Regions from separate parts of the Mus musculus genome. Here all the other regions are linked to region 1. Evidence: chromatin contacts called from public Hi-C, HiChIP or PLAC-seq and promoter capture Hi-C data. All regions are on one chromosome and are shown on one strand. Each heading gives the region's core, a stretch centred on a gene start, on an enhancer-like site or on the middle of the called end of the contact. The rest is flanking DNA. Distances are from core to core; before and after follow the strand shown. Region 1 holds the start of Laptm5 (lysosomal-associated protein transmembrane 5). Region 2 holds the start of 1700086P04Rik (a long non-coding RNA gene). Region 3 holds the start of Phactr4 (phosphatase and actin regulator 4). Region 4 holds the start of Snhg3 (small nucleolar RNA host gene 3). Region 5 holds the start of Trnau1ap (tRNA selenocysteine 1 associated protein 1). Region 6 holds the start of Taf12 (TATA-box binding protein associated factor 12). Region 7 overlaps Epb41 (erythrocyte membrane protein band 4.1).

The links. Promoter capture Hi-C pulls out the DNA fragments that hold promoters and counts their contacts. A called contact is a pair of places that touch in the nucleus more often than the background predicts. HiChIP or PLAC-seq counts read pairs in DNA pulled down with a chosen protein or histone mark.
Region 2: a promoter capture Hi-C map of pre-B cells shows a contact between it and region 1. The contact joins the promoter of 1700086P04Rik here to the promoter of Laptm5 in region 1. A contact is called at or near these places in 1 of 39 promoter capture datasets (pre-B cells), 1 of 484 Hi-C or Micro-C datasets (CD4 T cells) and 1 of 9 other capture datasets (liver).
Region 3: a contact with region 1 is called in a promoter capture Hi-C map of the HPC-7 cell line. The contact joins the promoter of Phactr4 here to the promoter of Laptm5 in region 1. A contact is called at or near these places in 2 of 39 promoter capture datasets (the HPC-7 cell line and pre-B cells).
Region 4: a Hi-C map of B cells shows a contact between it and region 1, with 6 read pairs. The contact joins the promoter of Snhg3 here to the promoter of Laptm5 in region 1. A contact is called at or near these places in 1 of 39 promoter capture datasets (pre-B cells) and 1 of 484 Hi-C or Micro-C datasets (B cells).
Region 5: a promoter capture Hi-C map of the HPC-7 cell line shows a contact between it and region 1. The contact joins the promoter of Trnau1ap here to the promoter of Laptm5 in region 1. A contact is called at or near these places in 2 of 39 promoter capture datasets (the HPC-7 cell line and pre-B cells) and 1 of 115 datasets of contacts at active chromatin or transcription factors (pro-B cells).
Region 6: a contact with region 1 is called in a promoter capture Hi-C map of pre-B cells, with 2.7 times the contacts expected there. The contact joins the promoter of Taf12 here to the promoter of Laptm5 in region 1. A contact is called at or near these places in 6 of 39 promoter capture datasets (the C10 cell line, the HPC-7 cell line, HPC-7-derived erythroid cells and 3 more), 1 of 484 Hi-C or Micro-C datasets (B cells) and 1 of 115 datasets of contacts at active chromatin or transcription factors (pro-B cells).
Region 7: a contact with region 1 is called in an H3K27ac HiChIP or PLAC-seq map of bone marrow-derived dendritic cells, with 8 times the contacts expected there. The contact joins the enhancer-like site here to the promoter of Laptm5 in region 1. A contact is called at or near these places in 5 of 39 promoter capture datasets (the 3T3-L1 cell line, 3T3-L1-derived adipocytes, the C10 cell line and 2 more), 1 of 15 datasets of contacts at CTCF or cohesin (large pre-B cells), 2 of 484 Hi-C or Micro-C datasets (CD4 T cells and CD8 T cells) and 6 of 115 datasets of contacts at active chromatin or transcription factors (astrocytes, bone marrow-derived dendritic cells, bone marrow-derived macrophages and 3 more).

What each region holds. Positions count from the first base shown.
Region 1 is chr4:130,911,689-130,914,728 of GRCm38.p6, reverse strand. It overlaps Laptm5 (lysosomal-associated protein transmembrane 5), which reads right to left and starts at 1,413. Exons shown (of 8, transcript NM_010686.4): 1 at 1,295-1,413. The coding sequence starts at 1,381. Gm38599 (a long non-coding RNA gene) reads left to right here and starts at 837. Exons shown (of 5, transcript XR_001784452.2): 1 at 837-954.
Region 2 is chr4:129,056,619-129,059,658 of GRCm38.p6, reverse strand. 1700086P04Rik (a long non-coding RNA gene) reads left to right here and starts at 1,506. Exons shown (of 2, transcript XR_868180.3): 1 at 1,506-1,871. Rnf19b (ring finger protein 19B) reads right to left here and starts at 1,515. Exons shown (of 9, transcript NM_029219.2): 1 at 763-1,515. The coding sequence starts at 1,388.
Region 3 is chr4:132,420,920-132,423,959 of GRCm38.p6, reverse strand. Phactr4 (phosphatase and actin regulator 4) reads left to right here and starts at 1,514. Exons shown (of 13, transcript NM_001161797.1): 1 at 1,514-1,615.
Region 4 is chr4:132,352,200-132,355,239 of GRCm38.p6, reverse strand. Snhg3 (small nucleolar RNA host gene 3) reads left to right here and starts at 1,554. Exons shown (of 3, transcript NR_003270.2): 1 at 1,554-1,643; 2 at 2,542-2,577; 3 at 2,997-3,040. It overlaps Snora73b (small nucleolar RNA, H/ACA box 73b), which reads left to right and starts at 2,714; the gene lies at 2,714-2,918. Snora73a (small nucleolar RNA, H/ACA box 73a) reads left to right here and starts at 2,261; the gene lies at 2,261-2,465. RefSeq lists a cis regulatory region at 1,296-1,815.
Region 5 is chr4:132,327,984-132,331,023 of GRCm38.p6, reverse strand. It overlaps Trnau1ap (tRNA selenocysteine 1 associated protein 1), which reads left to right and starts at 1,486. Exons shown (of 9, transcript NM_027925.3): 1 at 1,486-1,671; 2 at 2,458-2,555. The coding sequence starts at 1,645.
Region 6 is chr4:132,272,922-132,275,961 of GRCm38.p6, reverse strand. Taf12 (TATA-box binding protein associated factor 12) reads right to left here and starts at 1,587. Exons shown (of 6, transcript NM_025579.3): 1 at 1,475-1,587.
Region 7 is chr4:132,038,846-132,041,885 of GRCm38.p6, reverse strand. The region is part of intron 1 of Epb41 (erythrocyte membrane protein band 4.1); the gene reads left to right. Among named protein-coding and RNA genes, the nearest start is that of Gm36157, 9.2 kb to the left of the region's middle. Within about 2 kb of position 1,470, at least 148 of the 459 cell types and tissues checked have an H3K27ac peak or open chromatin away from gene starts, as enhancers often do. A contact at or near this core is called in CD8 T cells, bone marrow-derived dendritic cells, bone marrow-derived macrophages and 1 more, where this site is marked.

The DNA.
Region 1 (3,040 bases), core at 164-2,663:
AGTCTCCCCATCCCCCATGCCAGGCCCTAGAACAGTGGTTCTCAACCTATGGGTTGAGACCTTTTTGACAACTCTTTATCTAAAAATATATTTACATTATGATTCATAACAGTAGTAAAATTATGGTTATGAAGTAGCAATGAAAATAATGTTACGGTTGGGGAGGGTGGGGTCACCACAACGTGAGGGACCGTATTTAAGAGTCGCAACATTAGGAAGGTTGAGAACCCCTGCTTTCGGTGGACAGGTGGGTCAAGACACACTCATGGAAAGGCAGGGGACCATGTTGCACATGTCCCTCATGCTTTATAGATATCAACTTCACCCACACAGCCACCCAACACACAGCTCTTATCATCCTCATCTTCTGTTTTGATCTAAAGAAACAGGCTCAGAGAGGTTCAACAAGTCATGTGAGACTGCACAGCAAAGGCTGGGAATGGGGGAGGGGGGCAGGGAGGTGCACACAAGAGCTTCAGGACAGAACTGGTTTGTACCACTGCCTGGTGCCACACGGCCTGTGGCCGGAAGCAGATGTCACCAGGCTCTGCGCAGCAGCCTACGGATTTAGGTTGATTTTGAGGAAGCTCTTCCAGGCCCAGGAGAGCTGTTAGCCACAGGTTCTGTCTGAGTCACTGAAGCCAAGAAATGTTTGGGCCTCAGAGAGCTAAGTGTGGCCAGGGGCAGGGGGTGAGGGGTAAATCCCAGCAGAAGAGAACAGAGACTCCAACTTTAGGCCACTCCAAAGGGAGAGCCTTATCCCTGGTCACTAAGACTGGACCTGGGGTCACACTGTGACAATGACAGCCACTGTGACATGCTGGCTGCCCCCCACCACCCCCAAGCAGTTCCCCAGCCACAAAGCTTAAGCCATCCTTGAAGGGAGAAGGTGGCAGCTTGACTGAGCTGTGAGCTGAGAGGAAGCAGTCGCTGGTTCCCAGTAGAAGTCCAAAGGTAAACCCAGACCCCAGACTAGGAAAGGGCCCAGAAAGCCCTACACCCGGGCCTGTGTGGAGCTTGGCATCCTGGAACAATCCCAACCTGCACTCCTCCCCGTTGCCAGCCTGCCTTTCTCTTTGCACAGCCACAACCAAAAGGGCACTATTCTGTTCAACTCCACAGGGAACTACTAAGGCCCAGAGTAGCACAGGGCTTGTCCAGGGTCCCACAGACAAGTAATAGGTAGCAATCCCCCAGTTGGAAGGTCTCAGTGTGTCCTCACGCACACACACACACACACACACACACACACACACACACACACACCAAACACCCCAGACTCCCCAATACTCACTATGTGGTAAATGGCCAGGGCTATGGTGGCGACTCGGATGTTGAAACAACAGCATGTCTGTCTGACCGGCGCTGCACGGGAGGCCATGGTGCGCAGTCCCCTCTTCGGAGGCTCTGAGTAAGGAGTCTTGGGCCCACAGCAGAACAAAAAAGAGGAAGCCACAGGCTGCCTGCCTCACTTCCGCCTTGCCCTCAGACGGTAGGGGCCAGGTCTGTAAGTCTGGGTTGTAGCAGCTGCAGGGGAGGGAAGGGGGGGGGGGGTCACAGGGAGCCCGACTGAGGCATCTACCACTCCCAGGGGCTCCAATGCTTCACCAGGGCTGGGCTCCGCATTTATATGCACTCTGCTTCCTGGATGCTGAACACCGCCCTAGAAGCCCTTTTCTAGAAAAAGAATCCGATATGGAAATCTGTCCCTAATCAAACAGTAGTTCTAATGGAAGGATTCAAACTCAAATGTGTCTGGTTGTAAAAACAGTAGCTGTCAGTAAACTGCTCCTTCGAGATCCTGTGAAGCTTAGCTCCTTACCTGGGCTGTTCCAGGGAGGGACTGTTGGTTTGGTTTGGTTTGGTTTGGTTTGGTTTGGTCTGGTCTGATTTGGTTTGGTTTGCGGGGGGAGGGGGGGGGCAGGGTTTCTTTGTAGAGCCCTGGCTGTCCTGGAACTCACTCTGTAGAGCAGGCTGGCCTCAAACTTATAGAGATCTGCCTGCTTCTCCCTACCAAGTGTTGGGATTAAAGGCGAATACTGTCACTTCCCAGGAGGAGGTGCTATTCTTATCCCCATTGCACAGATGAAAAAACTGAGGCACAGGATGAAGCCATTTCTCCCTTGCAGTCACCAAGATAGTCTAAAAAGGAGTGGGAACTGGAACGGAGGCCAACTGCCTCTAGAGTAGTAATTCTCAACCTGTGGATCATAACCTGTCCAGGGGTCGGCCGACCCTTTCATGGGAGTCACATATCAGATATTCTGGATATCAGATATTTACATTACAACTCATAGCAGAAGTAAAATTACAGTTATGAGGTAGCAACAAAACATAATTTTATGGGTGGGGATCACCACAGCATGAGGAACTAACTGTGTTAAAGGACCACAGCACCAGGAAGGTTGAGAACCGCTGCCCTAGAGGCCCTCCCTGAAGCTGGGCTTCTCACACATCTCCATCTCCTCCTCACTCTGGGCTCTGAAGAATTGTCACATGGGAAGCCATAGGCATGAGTGTGTACCAGGCCCCTGTAATAGGCTCTTTCTCTTGTGGTCTGTAACCCCTGGAGGAGATCTGGGAGACCCCTGGCCGAACCCGCTTTGCAGGGTCCCTCGAGACAGAAACCTGGGATTGTGCGTTCTTCCCCACTCTCTAAGAAACGTTGGAATTAGTAAGTTTGAGACTCTTCCCTGACTTAAGACTCTTCCCTGATGTCTCAGGGGATAAATGACCCACGCTGCAATAAAGGAAGGGACAAGAAGCCCTTGCTCAGACCTGTGGGAAGCCCCAAGCAGGTGTCCTGTGACACTGTGGAGTTTGGATTGGACACCACAGCATTTTTTGCCCCAGGAGAGATTAGAAACGGCCCCCAGCATACTCATCTTGAAAAGAGTTGTCCTGTCAGGGCAACAAAATCAGGCAGGTTGAGCACTGGGGGGATAGCTTAATCGATAGAGTATTTGCCAAGCAAGCTTGAGGACCTGAGGTCCTGAGTTCAGGTTCCCAGCACACGTGTGCTGGCTTGGTAAGGTGGCCC
Region 2 (3,040 bases), core at 257-2,756, 1.9 Mb after region 1:
TGACCTTTGAAATCAAGCATACATGGAACATTAAAAAGACTGTCATACAGATTTCAAGACTGAAAAGGTAGGCAAACACATTTTCTCACACCAGATCAACTTCTGGGTAGACACCGCCTCTGAGCCCTATTGATTTTTCTGGTCAAAAAGTCTGTTGTGACTTTGCCCTCGGCAGCACGTTAGGAACCACAAGGTGCCTGCCAGTGGCTTAGCACAGCACGCAGTGCCCAGGGTGCCCCTAGAGCTGTTAGTGAGCTGCCTTCTCTCATCATCTGCATCTCAACTTTCAGCAGCGGTTGTGTGGAAGAACACGCCTTCTGCAATGCTGCTGCTAAGTGCGCCCCTAGCCATATGGACACACCCCTCGGAAGCGCGGCCCCTTCAGTAGGACATTTTCATTCTCTCTCCTATAACAAATATTCCTTCTCAATCATTACGATAACACGCACATACACACACCTCTCCCTTCCTGGGCAAAGAGAAAGAAAACAAAACAAAACAAAAAAAACCCCTGCTCACCCGGATATTCTGACTTAATGGACAGTTCCCTTCTCTTAGCACTCAGCCACCACCTCAAGCCACCTCAAGCAAGTAGGTATAGGGTGCTGAGTGCCATCAGACCGGTTGCAAGGCTGGTCTGAGGGTCGGTTACTCGTGATCGTCCGTCCTCTACCTCCTGCTGGGCACCATCCTCTCCTCCCTCAAGGTGTGTGACACCCGTTGCACCCGGGACGACCCCCGCGGCCACGCCCCCGCGCTCACCCGCAGTCAGGGGCCGGACACCAGCGGCAGTCGGGGTCCGAGGCCAGGTACCGGCGCAGCATGAACTCTTCGTACTTGTGCATGAGCGGCGGGTCGGCCAGCAGCAGACGGATGTCGTGTGGGTTGAGCCGCTCGCTGCACTCGGGGCAGCTGATGGGCACGCGGCTCTCGCTGATCTCCAGGCGCAGGTAGTGGCGGAGGCAGTCCCGGCACGAGCGATGCGGGCAGCTGAGGAGGCGCGGGGCCCGCTCGGGCGGCAGGCGCACCAGGCACAGCGGGCACTCCACCTCCTCCGCGCCGCCGCCCTCCGCCGCCTCGTCCTCCTCCGGCCCGGCAGCCACGGCCTCCGCCTCAGCCTCGGCAGCGGGCTCGGAGGGCAGAGCTTCCACCGGCGGGGCCTGAGCCTCAACCGGGGCCGGAGCGGGCGGCGGCGGCGGCGGCGGCGCAGCCGGGGGCGGCGGTTCGGCCTGAGGCTTGGTCCGGGCGCGGCGGCCGCGGGCCGAGGCGGAGAAGACGCTGTGGAAGGTGAGGCGCCGGCGCCGGCCGCCGCTGCGGCACTTAGGGTCGGGGGCGGCCGCATGGAGCGAGGTGGAGCGCGGCGACTCGGAGTCCTTCTCGGAGCCCATGGCCCGCAGAGGCTGAGGAGCCAGGGGCGCCCAGCGCCGCCGTAGCTCCCGCCTCAGCGCCCCCTCCCAGCCGGCGCCCCGGCCGCCGCCGCCGCCGCCACCGCCTCGGCAGTCCTCCCAGAGACAGAAGCCGACCAGCCGCTACGAAGTGGTTATAAAGCCTCCGCCCCGCGCGCCGCGGGCAACTGCGCAGGCGCCGGCCTCAGACACCTCACAACCCGCGCGGCCCCGCGAGAGGAGCTGGGCGGGGCCTGGAGGGCGGGGCCTGCAGGCTGCGGCGAAGCCCCGCCTTCTGCGGTCAGGTGGTCCGGCGCAGCCATATTTTGCACAGGCTCCACCCTCCGTTCCTTGTCCAGGAGTCAGGGGTCTTCTTTTCAATGAGGATGCCTTCATTTCGTCTGTAAAAAGAAGACGAGCGTTGATCTGGTAGTGATTCCCGCCGATCCACCGCCCAACATTTCTGTTGATGCTAGCCATTAAGTGGTAAGGAATATAGTCACTCATTGAAGATCCTCAAAGTGAGCCGCACTTCTAGATAAGACAGGCAGGCTCCCCTATCTTCAAGAATGAGTCCAGAGTTTTCATTCTAGCATTTGCTGTTTTCTGTCAACTAGTGAACTTACTCCTAAGCTGTATCTCTCAGGTACTCTGGTTAGTCACTGTTGGTAGAAAGAGGCCCAACAATTTCGCTTCTAGAAATGGTTTCTTTCAGTCCCCCTTCCCCAGTTCCTCTAACAAAAGACCCTTAGGCTTGGTGATGAGAAAAGCAAATACCTTCAACAGCAGCAAAGCCAGGTCAGGATTAGATTTTGGCTTAGAGAAATGAGAGAGGGAGGCTTATGATAGAGAATTTTCTTTCCATGAAAAATATGTCCGAAGATCGACAGTTCAAGCTTCTGTCTTAAGCTCACCTCATTCTGCCATATTCCAAACGGTGGGAAGAAAAATGTCTTATTTTAAGAAGACTGCTTAGGAAGTTCTGCCCAGTTTTGCTTGAATCTCATTGGTTAAAACAATCATCTTGATGCATCTTTCTTTAAAGATAAAAACAGTGTCTTGTTATTAATAAGGAATGGCAGTGAAGGCTTACAGTGATTCACTTGTCTAGCATGCCTTAAGGAGATGGGGGTGGGGATCGTGCAATGTAGGAACAGATATGTGAACATAGTAAGTTGTTTGATTTTTTTTTCCTGGCCAATACTTAAAACCAGATCCGCAACTCTTTAAACTTTTGAGATTACAACAACACAGCAAACGAAGCCCATTGGAAGAAATGTCCGGTAATGAAAACTAAGAACAGGGTCTAGTGGCCTAAGAAGGTATGATGTCATAGATGATCAAGCAGGTGTGATGTCATAGATGCCAAGACAATTTGTTTGCAAGAGGAAGTGGTCAGCCGTCAATTGTGACAAATGCTGCCAAGAACCCAAGAAAGAGAAGGACAGAAAAATATGACGGCTGGAATTGACAACACCAGGACTTTGTGTGTGTGTGTGTGTGTGTGTGTGTGTGTGTGTGTGTGTGTGTGTGTGTAGGGCAGAAGGGTAGTTTTCCTTAAGAAGAAAAGAGGTTTAATGCTAGATAGCTAAAACACACTTCCGTGAACACGTCACCAGCTCCAGCTCTTGCTGGGTCTGTATGACACTCGGCTA
Region 3 (3,040 bases), core at 265-2,764, 1.5 Mb before region 1:
TTTAAGATTTATTTATTTATTGTATATGCGTACATTGTAGCTAAACAGATGGTTGTGAGCCATCATGTAGTTGCTGAGATTTGAACTCAGGACCTTTGGAAGAGCAGTCTGCACTCTTAACCGCTGAGCCATCTCACCAGCCTACATTGTTACTTTTTAAATATTTATTTTTTATTAATTCCAGTTGTGTGTAGGTGAGTATTTGCATGCAGTATGTGCACATGAGTGCAAGTGCTCACATAGCCAGAGGTTCACAACCCTTGGAGCTGTAGTTAGAGTTGTGAGCTACCTGATATATAGTGCTGGGAACAGAACTCAGCCCCTTTAAAGAACAGCAAGTTCTTAACCACTGAGCCATCTCTCCAGCCATTATTATTATTGTTGTTGTTGTCATCGTCGTTGTCACTGTTGTTATTATTATATTACCAGACAGCAGCTGGCTGGCCTGCATTGGTTTTTGTTGGGTTTGTTTGTTTTGAGACAGGGTCTCACTATGTAATTCTGGTTGGCTTGGCCTGGAACTTTGTAGATCAAACTGATTTTGAACTCAGCAATAATCCAACCCTTGTCTCCAGAGCATTTAGGAATACTGGTGTGTGACACCACAACTGGGTTGTAATTTATTGCTTTTTTTTTTTTTTTTTTTTTTTGGTTTTTTGAGACAGGGTTTCTCTATATAGCCCTGGCTGTCCTGGAACTCACTTTGTAGACCAGGCTGGCCTCGAACTCAGAAATCCACCTGTCTCTGCCTCCCAAATGCTGGGATTAAAGGCATGCACCACCACTGCCCGGCGTATTGATATTTTTAATGTTATAGATTGCGTATTTGAAAGGTATAAGTTTTTCTATGTTTCCCTCTGTATGTATCGTATGTATACTTTTCCGTCTAAGATGGGTGTAACCCATGGGTTTGGCATTTAAAAAGATCCTCCAGCAGTGGCAAGAAGGGGGTCTGGAGGGTGATATAGCCCTGGAGGTTGGAATGAGTGCCACTTAGAAACAGATGGTGGCTTCTACTAGGTAATCGTTAGTGGGAAAAAAATTTAGTTGGGAGGGGGGGGGTGTAGAATGTCTGCGCTTAATAGGCTGGGTTCTGTACTTTCACAAAACACCGCGGGTAACTTGTTTGTAAGTTTTTTGCACTTAAAACTGGTTATCAATAGTTTGAAACAAACTGGACTTCTTTTGTAGAGCACAACACACACATCCTTTCTTGGGCATCGCCGGGAGAGTCTGTTCCCGAACGTGTCCTCCCAAGTCCCGAGACCTTCCCCTTGCTCAGAACTGGGCAAGGTGCCCAAATCCGTTTATATGCAGTGCACCGGACTCTGGCGGCGCATGCCCAGATCGGCAGAGTAGGGGTCAGGCGCCTCGCAGCGGAGGGCCGGCAGTTCCCGCCATTTTGTCCCGCTCGCCACACCGCTGGCCACTGCAGTGGACTACAAGTCCCGTGAGGCTCCGCGGCGGCACTTCCTACCCTCCTCACTGTCCGGCCCGCTCCCTCCGCCCCCCCTCCCCTGGGGCCGAAGGCTCTGGCTGGAGCCAGGCGGCCAGAGACCAGGTAGGATTTCCGGGAGAAAGTGCTGGGGAACCCGAGGAGGCAGCGGCGACTTGGGTAAGTTCCCCAAACTTGGGAAAGTGAGCACCTCCCGCGCGCGCGCAGCAGCGGCAGGCTCGGCTCGACTAGGGGTCGCGGGCCGAGCCTGGGTGGGGGGTTAACGGCGCCCGCGGCGGTCAGTGCAGCCAGGGCGTGGCGGGCGGTAGCCTCCTCCCTCCTCGGCCCTCCCACAACGGTCCCGCGGCGGTGTCCCCGCCTGTGGCCGGCCGGCGCACACTCGCGCTCTCCGCCCCCCAGCCTCCGCGGGGCCCTTTTGTCTGCGCCGCTTTTCCCCCTTTTGTGGCAGTGCACGGAGTCGCGGTCTCCAGGGGAGCCCGCACGTCCTGCTGGGGACTGCGCCCTGGGGATCTGGTTACTGTAACTGGATCGGGTCAAAGTCCATCTTTCAAAAGTGACCTCCCTCAGACCTCTGCATCCTGGCTGAGCAGAGAAGAGACTTAGGAGTCTGGCATAGTTTCAGTGGAAACCTGGAAGTTATTGTCCAACTTCTTTCTTAAATGTCAGCCTCCGGTAGCTAGGGATCAAAACTCAAGGCGCTAAGGCGCTTTTCTCCTCCAGTGGATGGAGTCTAAGAAAAAGAAGTGAGACTTGGAGCCTCAATCCCGGAAACCGAGAAAGAGTGGAAATTTGCTGCGATACGTGTGGCAGCTGGGATGGAGGGGTTGGGTGATTGTGGAGTGTGTGTGTGTGTGGGGGGGGGGGGGGGGTGCGGCGGCGGCCGCAAAGAACTCAAGCGAATCATTGCCTCGGAAACCTGAAAATTGGAGCAGAGTGATTACCAGGACATCATTCATTGCCTGCAGTCTTCGGCACTTCATTTTCCCACGCTGCTCCTCGACTCTCCAGAATACATCCCTTTCTCTTTTTTTAAACAACAACTCCACAAAGAAAAACTCAGCTCACTGAAAGCACCTGCTTTGTAGAAAAACCTAGATACCCAGTAGATTCTAGAAAGCATTAAAAAAAAAAAGGTTGAAAAAAAAAAGGCGATAAAATATGTATTTACTGGACACCGATGAATTGTGTGGATTTGATCCAGTTTGGTTAGATAGTGGTAACTGTATGTTCCGTCGAAGAACGAATCTTGAGACTTAGCATAGGGGTAAAGCTTTTATAAAGGCCAAGGTAGAGATCCTTTGAAAAATCGATTAGTATTTCAAATTCCTTGAGTGAAGACAGTTGGGACTCCTTTGAGTCAGGAAAGGTGTTTTGAGACGAAATTTCCACCCTAGACATGTAGGCAAAGCCTTCATTATTCTGACATTTCATAATGGAAATGACTTTGAGACTCTTAGGTTGTGTTAATGTATCAAGGTGGTAGATCTTTAATACAGGCTGTCAGTTGTCTATCCTAGTTGGAGTGGCACATCCCTGTAACCCCAATACTCTTGCGGCTATGGCAGGAGGGGGAGCATGAATTCA
Region 4 (3,040 bases), core at 305-2,804, 1.4 Mb before region 1:
TGGCTTCGAATTCAGAAATCCGCCTGTCTCTGCCTCCGGAGTGCTGAGATTAAAGGCATGCGCCACCACTCACGGCTGTTTTTTTTTGTTGTTTTGTTTTTTTTTGTTTTTGTTTTTTTGTTTTAAAGGTCAAGACAAATACTATATATATATATATATATATTTTTTTTTTTTTTTGTTTTTGTTTTTGTTTTTGTTTTTTTGAGACAGGGTTTCTCTGTGTAGCCCTGGCTGTCCTGGCACTCACTTTGTAGACCAGGCTGGCTTTGAACTCAGAAATCTGCCTGCCTCTGCCTCGAGAGTGCTGGGATTAAAGGCATGTGCCACCACGCCCAGCTGACAAATGCCATTTTTACATATGTTTGAGAACAAGGAGTTTCAACAGTCCCTTACAAGGATTAACTCAATATGGCCCACAGCTGAATGAACCTCAGGTTGGTGTCACCAGGCTGGTGTCACCAGAGTGGCTGGTACTGCCTGTCCTCTCTGGCAGGCTGCCCAGTTTCTGCCCAGGGCACCTCAGCAGTGACTCATTTGCTGCTTGGCACTTGGCACATTACCCTTCCCTAAGCGTGAAAAGAAACCAGTAGTCAGAACTTTTTGTTGGATGTTTCTCTGATCCCATGTTCCCGTGGTCCAGATTATTAGGTCTCCCCTTGTTCCTGCAGCTTTGGGGTTAAAACATCTCCAGAAGGTTGTTCTGAAGGTTCACACTGCCCACTGTTTTTCGTGGAGAGAGACTGAGGTCTGAAAAACCATGTCAGAAAGGAGAGGGCAGAGCCAACAAGATGGCTCAATGGGAGCTGGGTGTGGTGACGCACGCCTTTGATCCCAGCACTCTGGAGGCAGAGGCAGGCGGGTTTCTGAGTTCGAGGCCAGCCTGGTGTACAAAGAGTTCCAGGACAGCCAGGGCTATACAGAGAAACCCTGACTCAAAAAACAAAACAGAAAAACCTACACCATCACGCCCAGACAGCCATTCTTTCAAATAAATATTTCACAACAACATTCATCAGGCTTAATTTCATGTCTTAAAAATCTGGGAAACAGCATTAGTGTTTTGTTTTTGTTTTTTCGAGACAGGGTTTCTCTGTGTGGCCCTGGATGACCTGGAACTCACTCTGTAGACCAGGCTGGCCTTAAATTCAGAAATCCGCCTGCCTCTGCCTCCTGAGTGCTAGGACTAAAGGCGTGCGCCACCCTCCCGCCTTCAACCAGGAATCTTAACCACTAAGCCACCTCTCAGGCCCCCTCCATGGGAAGTTTTTAATTGTAGCATCTATGTTCTGTATCAACTGTTCCTTCCACAAACAAAGTAGATTCAAACTCTGGAATCTAGAAAATATTTCTCTAGGCTTTTTTTTTTTTTTTCATTTTGCATATACCAGTGTATCCAGGCCGAGAGGACAAACCTCACAAGCTCAACAATTTCACGCTAAGACCGCCAACACCTTAGTAGGGTAAAAGTTCTCGATCCCATCAGCCTTAGCGCATTTCCAATGCTTCTAAGTGAGCGTAACCCTGCGCAGGCGCAGGCATAGTCGACCACGCCTGACTTCCGGGCGTTACTTAAGGTATAAATATGGCTGCGTCGGCGCGGGTCTGTCTCTCTAGGCGTCGCTCTCTTGGTGTGCTTGTTCTTGGTGAGTACAGTGCGCTGCTCTCGGCTGCTGAGGGTTTGCCCGCGCGGTCCCGCACGGGCTCCGCAGACAGGCAGGGTCGCGGCTGGGCGGACCCGGTGTGGGAGGCCGGGCTCACTAGCCGAGCATGGCGTGAGGTCACGCGCCTCCGAGCCCAGTAACCGTTTTCTTTCGGGGATCCCAACGCTCGCAGGATTATTGCCTGGGAGACTGAGTTGGTCTACGCACTTTCCTTTAATGTTCACTTTAAGAGGACAGGGTCTTTGGTTCCTGCCTTGTGATTTGAAGTGTTAGCCGCCTTCCAGCGTTCGGTTTTAACTTAATCATTTCGCCTTGCTTCCCAGTTATACTTTCTCTTCACCTTGTAACGGGATTTCTGCAGTTTTTTGTTCATTAATCTCCCATTTTTCAGAGGACCCTTTTTTAGGTAGATAATTTCTGGATAGTTTGGTTCCGATGGGGGTGTTGTGTTCTGTTTGCTTCAAGATCTGAAAAGGTGGCTGAAGTCTGTAGTCACAGCACTCTGGAGACAGGCGTTTTTGGGGTTTTTCCTCCAGCTGGAGGTCTGGCAAAAGGACCCTGTGGCATTTTGTCAAAAAAAAAGACATTACCATGACTATCCGACGTGGATATCCCGGGAGGTCACTCTCCCCGGGCTCTGTCCTAGTGGCGAGCGGGAGCTTAGGGCATTGCCCGGTGATGTACAGTCCCTTTCCACAACGTTGGAGATAAAGCTGGGCTTTCGAGTCTGCGCCTGCATATTCCTACGACTTCTCAGAGTCCTGTGGACCATGACTGAGGAGACAAACCATGCAGGAAACAGTTTTTTAAGTCATGCAATCTGGGGGTGCGTCCGAGTACTCTAAGGGTTTAACTTACTGATTAAAGTCTTCTCTTGCAGACCCGGTCAATGATTTCAGGTACTTTGTTGATGGAGGTACGTTCACCCTGAGGCTGGCTTAGTGCTTTCTGCTCCATGTGTACGTTATTAGTGATATACACTGTGTGTGTGGGGGGGGGGGGTGTAGTCGCCTGTTGAAGTTGACTAAACGTTTGGGTGCTAACCAGACATTCCAACGTGGATATCCCGGGAGGTCACTCTCCCCGGGCTCTGTCCTAGTGGCGAACGGGAGCTTAGGGCATTGCCCGGTGATGTACAGTCCCTTTCCACAACGTTGGAGATGAAGCTGGGCTTTCGAGTCTGCGCCTGCATATTCCTACGACTTCTCAGAGTCCCGTGGACCATGACTGAGGAGACAAACCATGCAGGAAACAAAAATTTAAATTCCTAAGGCTTTTGGTATGTCAACTTTAGGAACCTGATGTTTGTGTTGTTTTTTTTTTCCCCTCTTCCAGGAAAGAAGAGAATCAGCGGGGGCACCTACTGAATAGTTATTATA
Region 5 (3,040 bases), core at 237-2,736, 1.4 Mb before region 1:
CTTTCTGCTTCCAGGCAGCTGGTCAGTCTTTACAGCTTCTCTGAGTCATGTCTTTGCAGCTCAGCCTCTAGGTCTGAGAGGGACTCTGCTTTTATTGCTTACTCTGGGGGGTGGGGGGTAGGGGTCCTGATTGGTCCGTTTCAGAGGCTTCTTTTGAGTTGTAGCCTTCCCTGCAGGGTGGAGAGATGGCTCTGATCTGATTAATAGCACTAGTTGCACTTGGAGAGGACCCAGGTTCAATTCTCAGCACCCACATGGTGCTACACAACGATACTAACTCCAATCCCATGGGACCCAAAGCATTCTGTAGTCTCTGAAAAACTTTTTTTTTTTTTTTTTACATTTGTGTGTACATGTGTGTTTGTCAGGTTCAGTGCAATGCACTTTTACCTGCTGAGCCATCTCACCAGTGCCTTAGCATCATTCATACAGTAACAGAAGGGAACAGGAAATTTATACTCATAGTTGGCCTCTGGTTTTCAGACTTGAGTTCTTGGCTTGGGGAACTTTCTAAGTTAAAGGACTTAGGATGAACTTGGTTGTCAGAACCAATCTGAACGCACAGGACCTTCCCACTCTGCTAAGTTGGCTACCAACTGGATGTTGAAGCATGGATACAACCACCTTAGGAGCTCTCAAAAACCAAGTTTACTGAGGGTTCTGTAAAGGTCCGTCTGTGCTTTGTGGTAAAGTCTTGGTGAATTGGATTAGAATAATAAACGGGGAAGGAGCCAGGGTTGGTGTCCTTCACTTGTAAAACTAGCACTTAGGAAGCTGAAGCAAGATTGCCAAGAGTTTACAGCCAGCCTAGATTATATAGCTTGTACCAGGGACCAACATGAAAACTTGTCTCAAGGCAAAAAAAAAAAAAAAAAAAAAAAAGTGTGGGGCTGGAGCCAAAGCTCAGCCGTTAAGGAAGGAATGCTTTGAGAAGACTGGCGTTCATTAAACAAACAGGCAGAAGCAAGTAGATCTCTGACTAGAGACAGACTTAAACAGGTCAACAAGGATTACAGAGACCATGCCGACGCCGACTCTCCCCACCCCCAACTACACACAAAACGATGGACTTTGAGTGTACCATCAAGAACCGTCCTTTAGTTCTCTCCACCTCAGGGCTTTAAGAAAATGAAGAATCCCACTACATCTTCCAAAAAGTCCTCGCTGGGATGCAGGGCAAGAGGACCACTGTGCGGCCGCGGCTCCTCCACAGTCCCTCGGAAGCTTATCCTCCGCGCTCCCAGAGGGGTTTCGGTCACTAGCTGTCCTTCCGTTCTTATGCTTGGTATTCCCTACAGAGAGCAAACCTTAACTCAATAATTATAGACGCATTTGCGCGGTTTTATTAAAGAGCGGGGCAGTCCGCCCACAGAGACCCTCTTCAGAGCCGGTGCCAGCTAGGCCTACTGTGCCCCAGCCGAGGCCACGCCCCTATCCCGTGGAGCCACTCCCTAGCCCGTAGAAGCAACGCCCCCTGGGGGGGCCGGAAGCGGCGGACAGGTCGGAGGAAAACCCGGATCGCTCTGGCCGCCGAGGCAGCGTGTGCGCAGGAGGTGCTGCAGGCTTAGGCTCCGGGCGGGCCGGGTCGCGCAGACTGGCGCGGTTGCGCGCCACAGGCCCTCAGGGTCCCCGCCCGGGTGCGGGATGGCGGCCAGCCTATGGATGGGAGACGTGAGTCAGGGTCGCCCCTGCTCTGAGGGGAACAAGAGGGTCTCGAGTCGTAGGGGGAGGAAGGGCCTGAGAGCAGAGGGCCTTCGGATCCCAGAAGGGTGGCCGTGAACAGGAAGGGTTTTGGTGACAGCGGGAAGCTAGATGGGGTGTGGTGGCCAATGCCTTACTCCCTGCACTTGGCGAGGCAGGAAGATCGTCACCAGTTCGAGACTCCATAGTGAGTTCTAGGCCAGCTTGGGCTTCGTAGCGAGACCTATTCACCCAGTCTTTGAAAGTGGAGTCTGGGCATCAGAATGAAGATTCCTCAGATGCTGACTCTATGGGGTAGAGGGTCTGGAATCCCCCTTTCCAGTTTGGAAAGATTTGGAGTGGGATGATTTGGGCGGATGGAGTGGGAGGAACCCCAAGAATTGTTATTAGGACTGGAAGCACAGGGAGTTCTATAAAGGGGAGCTATTTTATTTGTTTTTGTTTTTTCTTTTGTTGTTTTTGAGATGGGGTCCTTCACATAGTTCTGTCTGTCCTGGAACTCGTTATGTAGACTCACAGACTCCACCTACCATTGCCTCCCTAGTGCTGGGATTAACGGTGTGTGCCACGCCTCCCAGCAAGGGGAGCGATTTGAAGTAAAGGAGTTGGTTGGGACCGTTCCCCATTGCGTGGTAGGAAGCTTGGCTCTCTAGTGCTGTAGAGGGGGGTCCTGGACAGAGTGGGAGGGGCTCCACCCCTTACAGGGCTCCGGGTCATGGGCCTGAGCCTCTCCTCTCTGCTCTGGTTTTTATGCAGCTGGAACCCTACATGGATGAGAACTTCATCTCTAGAGCCTTTGCCACCATGGGGGAGACCGTGATGAGCGTCAAAATTATCCGAAACCGCCTCACTGGGTACACCTCCCTTTTCATCTTTCCGTTCAGTTCTCGATTAATAGAGCCTGCTGCCACTGTTATTCAAGGGAATAAATATGGCGGGAGTAAGAGCTTCTCGCCATCCCTAGCAGTAGTGAAAGAACCACAGAGGGTGGCTTACAGAGCAGAAGCGTTGAGTATTTCAGGTGTTGAGTATCCCAGTGATTCAGGGCAGGATGCTGGAACCTATTTTTGAAAACTGTTGTGTGATCTTTGCTAAGTTACTGTGTGTTTCATTTAGCTTTAGTTTATTTTGCTCTACGCTGAAACAAAGTCTTCCTGTAGTAATGTAGGCTGTAATGACAACCCTGCCGCTGCCTCCCAAGTGCCACAACCACAAGGTGTGCCAGCAATCCTGGCTCTTTTGTTTGTTTGTTAAATATTTATTTTATACACTGTCACTTTCTTTACATACATCAGAAGAGAGCATCAGATCCCATTACAGATGGTTGTGAGCCACCATG
Region 6 (3,040 bases), core at 338-2,837, 1.4 Mb before region 1:
TTGAAAACAAACAAACAAACAAACAAACAAACCAAAAGAAAACAGAACAAAAAGCCCAAAGTGCTTAAGTTGTGCACGATTCATCTGAGTAGGTTTCAGTCCTGGGTCTTTATGAAGGGAAATGACAGGGTCCAAGTCACTCTTCTAAAAGCAATCCCTAGAAAATGTTCTAGGCCACATTTACTTGTGAATTTCTCAACATCTTATTGAAAAATAAAATTTATAAATAAATAAAATAAATAAAAGACTTTTCACTTAAAAGTTTGTTTCCTCCCTTGTAACATTTATGCCAATGCCATACATAATAGGTACTAAAATATTAAAATCCGTTAGAAAAAAATCCCTTCTGAGTTTGAGGGTAGAGATTCTAAAAGCATTTATTCAAATAATTTCAAGCAAGCATCTCTTCTTCGATGTACATGGTAGAGTACTGTATAACCTAAGAATCTGGCTCACAGTGATCCTAATCCCTCTTTGCATCCTCTTTTTCTTAAATGTAAAAGAATTCAAAGTGTTCTTTTGCTGCCCTTCCATCTATGACAGTTTGCTAGTGATATAGAGATCTGTGCTCAACGGGGGCTGAATGGAACAGGGCTTAAGGTACTTATCAAGTATATAACTGAGTTCAAACTGCTTTCAGCTTCACATCTGATTCACAATAATGAAGAAAAACGAAGACGTTTCATGTGGCTTTTCTAGGTTAAGTAACGGACACAAGAAAAAGCCTAAATGCCAAAAGCCAAATAGGCAGCGCCAAGAAGTCTTCCCCCGAATATATATATCCTAATCCTCCGGGTACAGAGAACAGATCGCTAAACCTTTTCAACTTTTCTCCCTTGAAGGCTGATCTCCCAGCCGTTAAGGACCCCCTAGTTCCTTCACTTTTAGGAGCTCGGGTCCTTACATCTCTGTCCCTCCAGAAACTCTTGAGTCTGAAAGCCCGGATCTTGTCCCCAAAGAAGACCCAGTCCTCACTGCCCGCTTCGATTCCCTTTCAAATTCAAGTCTTCTCTGCCTCCTTCTCTAGCTCCAGTCCTCAAGTCTTTGCTGCCCGGTTTCTGAATCCTTAGGAGCTGGGACTTTACTGTCCCGCTTCTGTCTCTTAGGAGCCCGAGTCCTCTCGGGCTCCACTTTTACCTCTCTGGAGCCTGTGTCTTCACGCCCCGTTTCGTTCCTACCCTCGCCTCCTATAAAGTGCGGGATCCTCACCATCCTGTCCCTCTCAGAAGGCTTTCCCTCAGATGCTGCAGAATCCACATCCGTCCCCGTTTCCTAAGTCTCTCATTCAGAGCTCGAGTCCCCAACAGCCGCTGCTTCTGCGAGCCCGAACCCCTCAAGTCCCGTCCCAAGAGCCTGGGCTCCTCAGCCCCGTCTCTTCCACAGCCTAGTTCTTCCAGCACTGACCCGCTGTGGGTCTGGGTCCTGACACCCTCCTCCCGCTCTTCGTCCTCAACTGCCAGGGCCCAAGACTCACAGGCAGCAGCGTCTATCTCCCCATGATATGCGGAGACTGCCCCAGTGAAGCTTTCGTCTCAGCAGCCGGTCCGACTGCGCGGCCCTCCCCAAGCACTTCCGGCACCGCTCCCCGCCTCCAACCCGGAAACGCGCGGCTCTTCCGGCCGCCGGGCGCGCGCCTCACTAGCGCAGGCGCAGATGGTACTACAACACGTGGTAGGACTGTGAGCCCAGCGCCTGGCTTGGCAGGTCGGGCTTTCTGCTCTGTGTGGCTTGCTGGTGGCGTGGGTCTACTCTGCGTCCCCTACCACGGCGTGAATCCCTGTCCTAGATGTTTCTTTACGACTCATCTCTTTCACGAGCGTGACCGGTAACCGACGGCCTCGGAGAGCTTCCAAGTCGCCATTTTTGGTTGGTGCCTTTGTGGTGCTATAAGGATGGGACCGCAGTTCTGCATAGATACCAACTATGGGACTCTCAACCAGCACGAGAACTTGGAGACTAGAGAAGCTGATTGTGCCTATTAGTTAATCTGTAGTCAACATACACTTGGACGAGAGCTGTCTGTGAGGGACTGGTTCAGTCCCTCACTTGGAGTATGTCATGTAATAGTGGAAGAAACGTGAAATTCCTAAGGGATGTAGGTTCTCAACTTGAATTGAAAATTCTTACTCCAAAGCCCGGGCTGGTACAGTAACTGTTAAACCACTAAGCCCTGAGATTTGAGTACTTTTTTTTTTTTTTTTTTTGCTAGGCATGTAAGCAACAGGCAGTTTCAGTCCCCGGCAAGGATTCTTAGTAAAATAGAGATCTCGCAAACGAGTGTATAGAAGTCTGACATCTCAGAGCTATCAACGGTTCCTGCCCATAAAGAATCCATTCTATCTTTGTATCTTCATCCCATTAGGCTCATCCACCCTCTTGGTCCAAAATCCTGGATGCAAGGGCTTAACCATTAAGTGGCAAACTGTTTATAACCTTATTTTTCTTTTTGGATTTATTTTATGCGGAAAAGTGTTTTGTCTGCATTTATATATGTACACCATGTGCATTCCTGGTGCACAAAGAGGTCAGAAGAGGGTATCTGAAGCCTTGCAATTGAAGTTACAGATAGTTGTGAGCCACCATGTGACTGCTGGCATTGACCCAGGCCCTCTGCAAGACTGCCAGGTTCGAGAGAAAGCCACCTCTCAAGCCCCAGCTTTATTTTTCTATCATGGTTCTCAGAGTTTGGCCAATCAGTTTTTGTGCTTGCATCCTTGGATGTACTAAACTGTTTTTTTGTTTTTGTTTTTGTTTTTTGCTGTGTGCTGGGTATATCCTGTTGGGGAAGTCAGTCATCATTGTCCTTAAGAGTTTACAGGCGCTAGGCAGTGCTAGCTCATGCCTTTAATCCCAGCACTTGGGAGGCATGGGCAAGATTTCTGAGTTTGAGGCCAGCCTGGTCTACAGAGTGAGTTCCAGGACAGCCAGGGCTACACAGAGAAACCCTGTCTCAAAAAAACAAGCAAACAAAAAAAAAGACTAGATGAGCAGTAAGGCTGAAGTTTGGTTAGGGGACAGGAAGGGACAGGTGGAAATGGGG
Region 7 (3,040 bases), core at 221-2,720, 1.1 Mb before region 1:
ATGTTCTATACCTTTAATGTTATGGTGATTAGATGAGTTAAATATAGGAAGTCAAATGTGAATTTTTTTTTTTTCTCTTGAGGTGCTGGTGCATGCTAGGCTAGCTTCCTACTGTGAGCCACATCCTTAGGTGTCTGTGAAATACTTAGACACCAGATGCCTGGCTGTCATGATGATTTTCATAGTTAAGCCTCACCCCAGGTTACTGGAGTGTTATTAATCTCAATTCACAGTTTAGGTAACAAGTTAAAAGCTAAGTAGCTTGTCCAGAATCACACAATTGAAAATTGGCATTCAGAGTGATGAGACCTTACTGAGACCCTTTTGCTTGTCGGGGGTAAGAGCTTTGGATGTAAACCTTCTGTCAAAGCTGATGAGTTCTCTATAACTGTTGTCTTGTGAAAGTCCTTTTCTAAAGCTGTATTTGTGTGTGTGTAAAATGAGGATAATCATATTTTAGGAAATATATGCATAGTATGTGCCTATCATACAGATTTTATCAAAGGGAAAAGAGAAGAAGTGACATTTGTTTAATGTGGCTGGCTCTCCTTCCCCCTCCCTCTCTTCCTTCTTTCCTGGCAGTCTCATGTACCCCCAGGCTAGCCTTGAAACTTGCTATGTAGTTGAGGGTGACTTTGAACTTGTGACTCTGTTGCCTGCATCTCTGAAATGTTGGGATTGCAGATGTTTGCAGTCACTCTAGGTGCTCTTAAATACACACACACACACACACACACACATACATATATATATATATATATATATTGTTTTTTGTTTTTTTTTTTAGACAGTTTCTCTGTGTAACATAGCCTGGCTGTGCTGGACTAGGTTTTGTTTGTGTAGCCCTGGCTGTCTTAGAACTCACTCTGTAGACCAGGCTAGCCTCCAACTCACAGAGATCCACCTGCCTCTGTTTCCCCTGTGCTGGAATTAAAGGCATGCACCACCATCACCCAGCTCCTGCTAAGTATCTCTGATTAATTTTTACTATTGTAGTCGTGTGTATGTGTGTGTGTGTGTGTGTGTGTGTGTACACAGATGTGTATGATGTTTGCTTGTGTGGAGGCCAGAGGCAAACTGTGGCATAGTTCTCTTCTTTATATGGTTCTAGGGATTGAAGTCAGGTTGCTAGGCTTGTGTAGCTCACCTACCCTCCGAGCCTTTGTATTTTTATACCTTACTTGTACCCTTGTCTACTGAAATTGGATGTCTTTGGGTCTGTATAATGGTTGTATGCAAATATGTAATGCAGTTTTGTCCAGTGTCGATCTTTGGGTTTGATTCAGACTCACACTGTAAATTTTTTAAGTTTTTATTTGCATGTTAGCCTGTGTGTGAGTGTTCTGAAGACCCATTTCACAGCAAGTCTGGGTTTATAGCGTCATTTCCGGCTTGGTAGGACACAGTCTTGTGGTTGGTGTCCCCATTGTTGCTTTTATCTTTTGAAGCAGATGTGAAAGTAAACACACACTTGACAAACAGGAAGAGGTTTGCTCTGGGAGGGTGGCTTTTAAGGCAGCCTTTAGACAAACTGCCCGAAATCGGAAGAGTCTTGAATCTTTTTAGAAAGAAATAGTACCTCATTTTTGTGAAGTATATATTTAAAAAAATGCATTTAACCAAAATGATGACTGTACATATGTTTGTGCTTTTTATACATTTGGGGGAAGTATTATGTTCCTGTTTTCCTTTGAAAAAGAATACTGACGCATGCTTTTCTTCCTAGTGCCGAGTATCAAACTCAGGCCTCACTGAGCATGCTGCCTGCCCTCTGATCCTGATCCTGGCTTCTCTTTCTATTTGGAGGAACTTTCAACAGAGAGTTGTGGACATTTTTGGCTCTTTATGACATCTATCCTAGTAACATTGTACTTTGGGTTTTCGTTCTTAAGATAGGGAACAACACATGAATGCTCTGTAGACCAGGCTTGCCTCAAAATCATAGAGATCTTTCTGCCTCTCACTCCACAGTGCTGGGATCAGAGCTTTGTGCCAGCCACCACACCCAGCCTAAAGTTTTTCATGAGTGTGTGGGGTGTGTGTGTGTGTGTTTGTGTGTGTGTCCATGCACATGTGTATGGAGGCCCAAAGTTGACTTTGCACATCTTTGATCACACTCTACTTCCTTTGTTGAGTCAGAGTCTCTTGTTGAACCCAGAGCTAGCCAGTTCTAGTTAGTCAGCTAGCTAGTCATCGTAGAGATTCCTTGTGCCTGCCACCTGAGTGCTTAAATTACAGGTGGCTGTCACACCTGCCTTGCCGCCCTTTTATGTGGGTTCTAGGGATCTGAAGTCATGTCCTCATGCTTGCTTGGCAAGCACTTTGTCCACTTCCACAAAGAATTTGTATTGCTTTGTTGAAAATCTCCCTGCCTTCCTCCTTTCTTCTCCTTTATCTTCTTTCCCATACTTTCCAACTAGTAGTCCTTTGAGGATACACTTGTTGTCTTGTTTTTTGAAGCAGGGTCTCTCTATTCATCTCTGGCTGTCCTGGAACTCACTATTGATCAGAGGTCGACCTGCCTGTGCCTCCAGACTGCTGCAATGAAAGGAGCATGTACCACACCCATCAGGATTTTGAGGGCAATGTGATGTTGGAGCCAGACCTAGTTTTTTAGTAATATTATGTTTTGCTAGGAAAAAAAAACATTTTCTATCATACTAAATAAAATGAATTATCCAGACTTTTATGTGGGACAGAGTAATTGGAGATCATAGTAAGGGCTTTTGTTCCTAAAGATCCTCCTTCCTCTGGGGAGTTCCTTGCTGACCTCAGGGAGTATGGCTTTCTCTTTCTTTTTCTGTCCCAGAGGAGAGCCTTCTCTTAATACTCAGGCAGAACACAGCTGAGACCAGCCTGGAACATTCTGTTCCCATCTTACAGCCTTAGACTTTAGAGATTTAACAGAGAAGCGTGTGCAGTTACTAGTACGGCTCTGTGTAATGTGACTTAGAAGATAACAGCCACCCCTCTTCAGGATGTGGTCATGTTTGGGATATATCCTTTCCTTGGCCTGCTTTCTGATGGAGAAACCATCTTC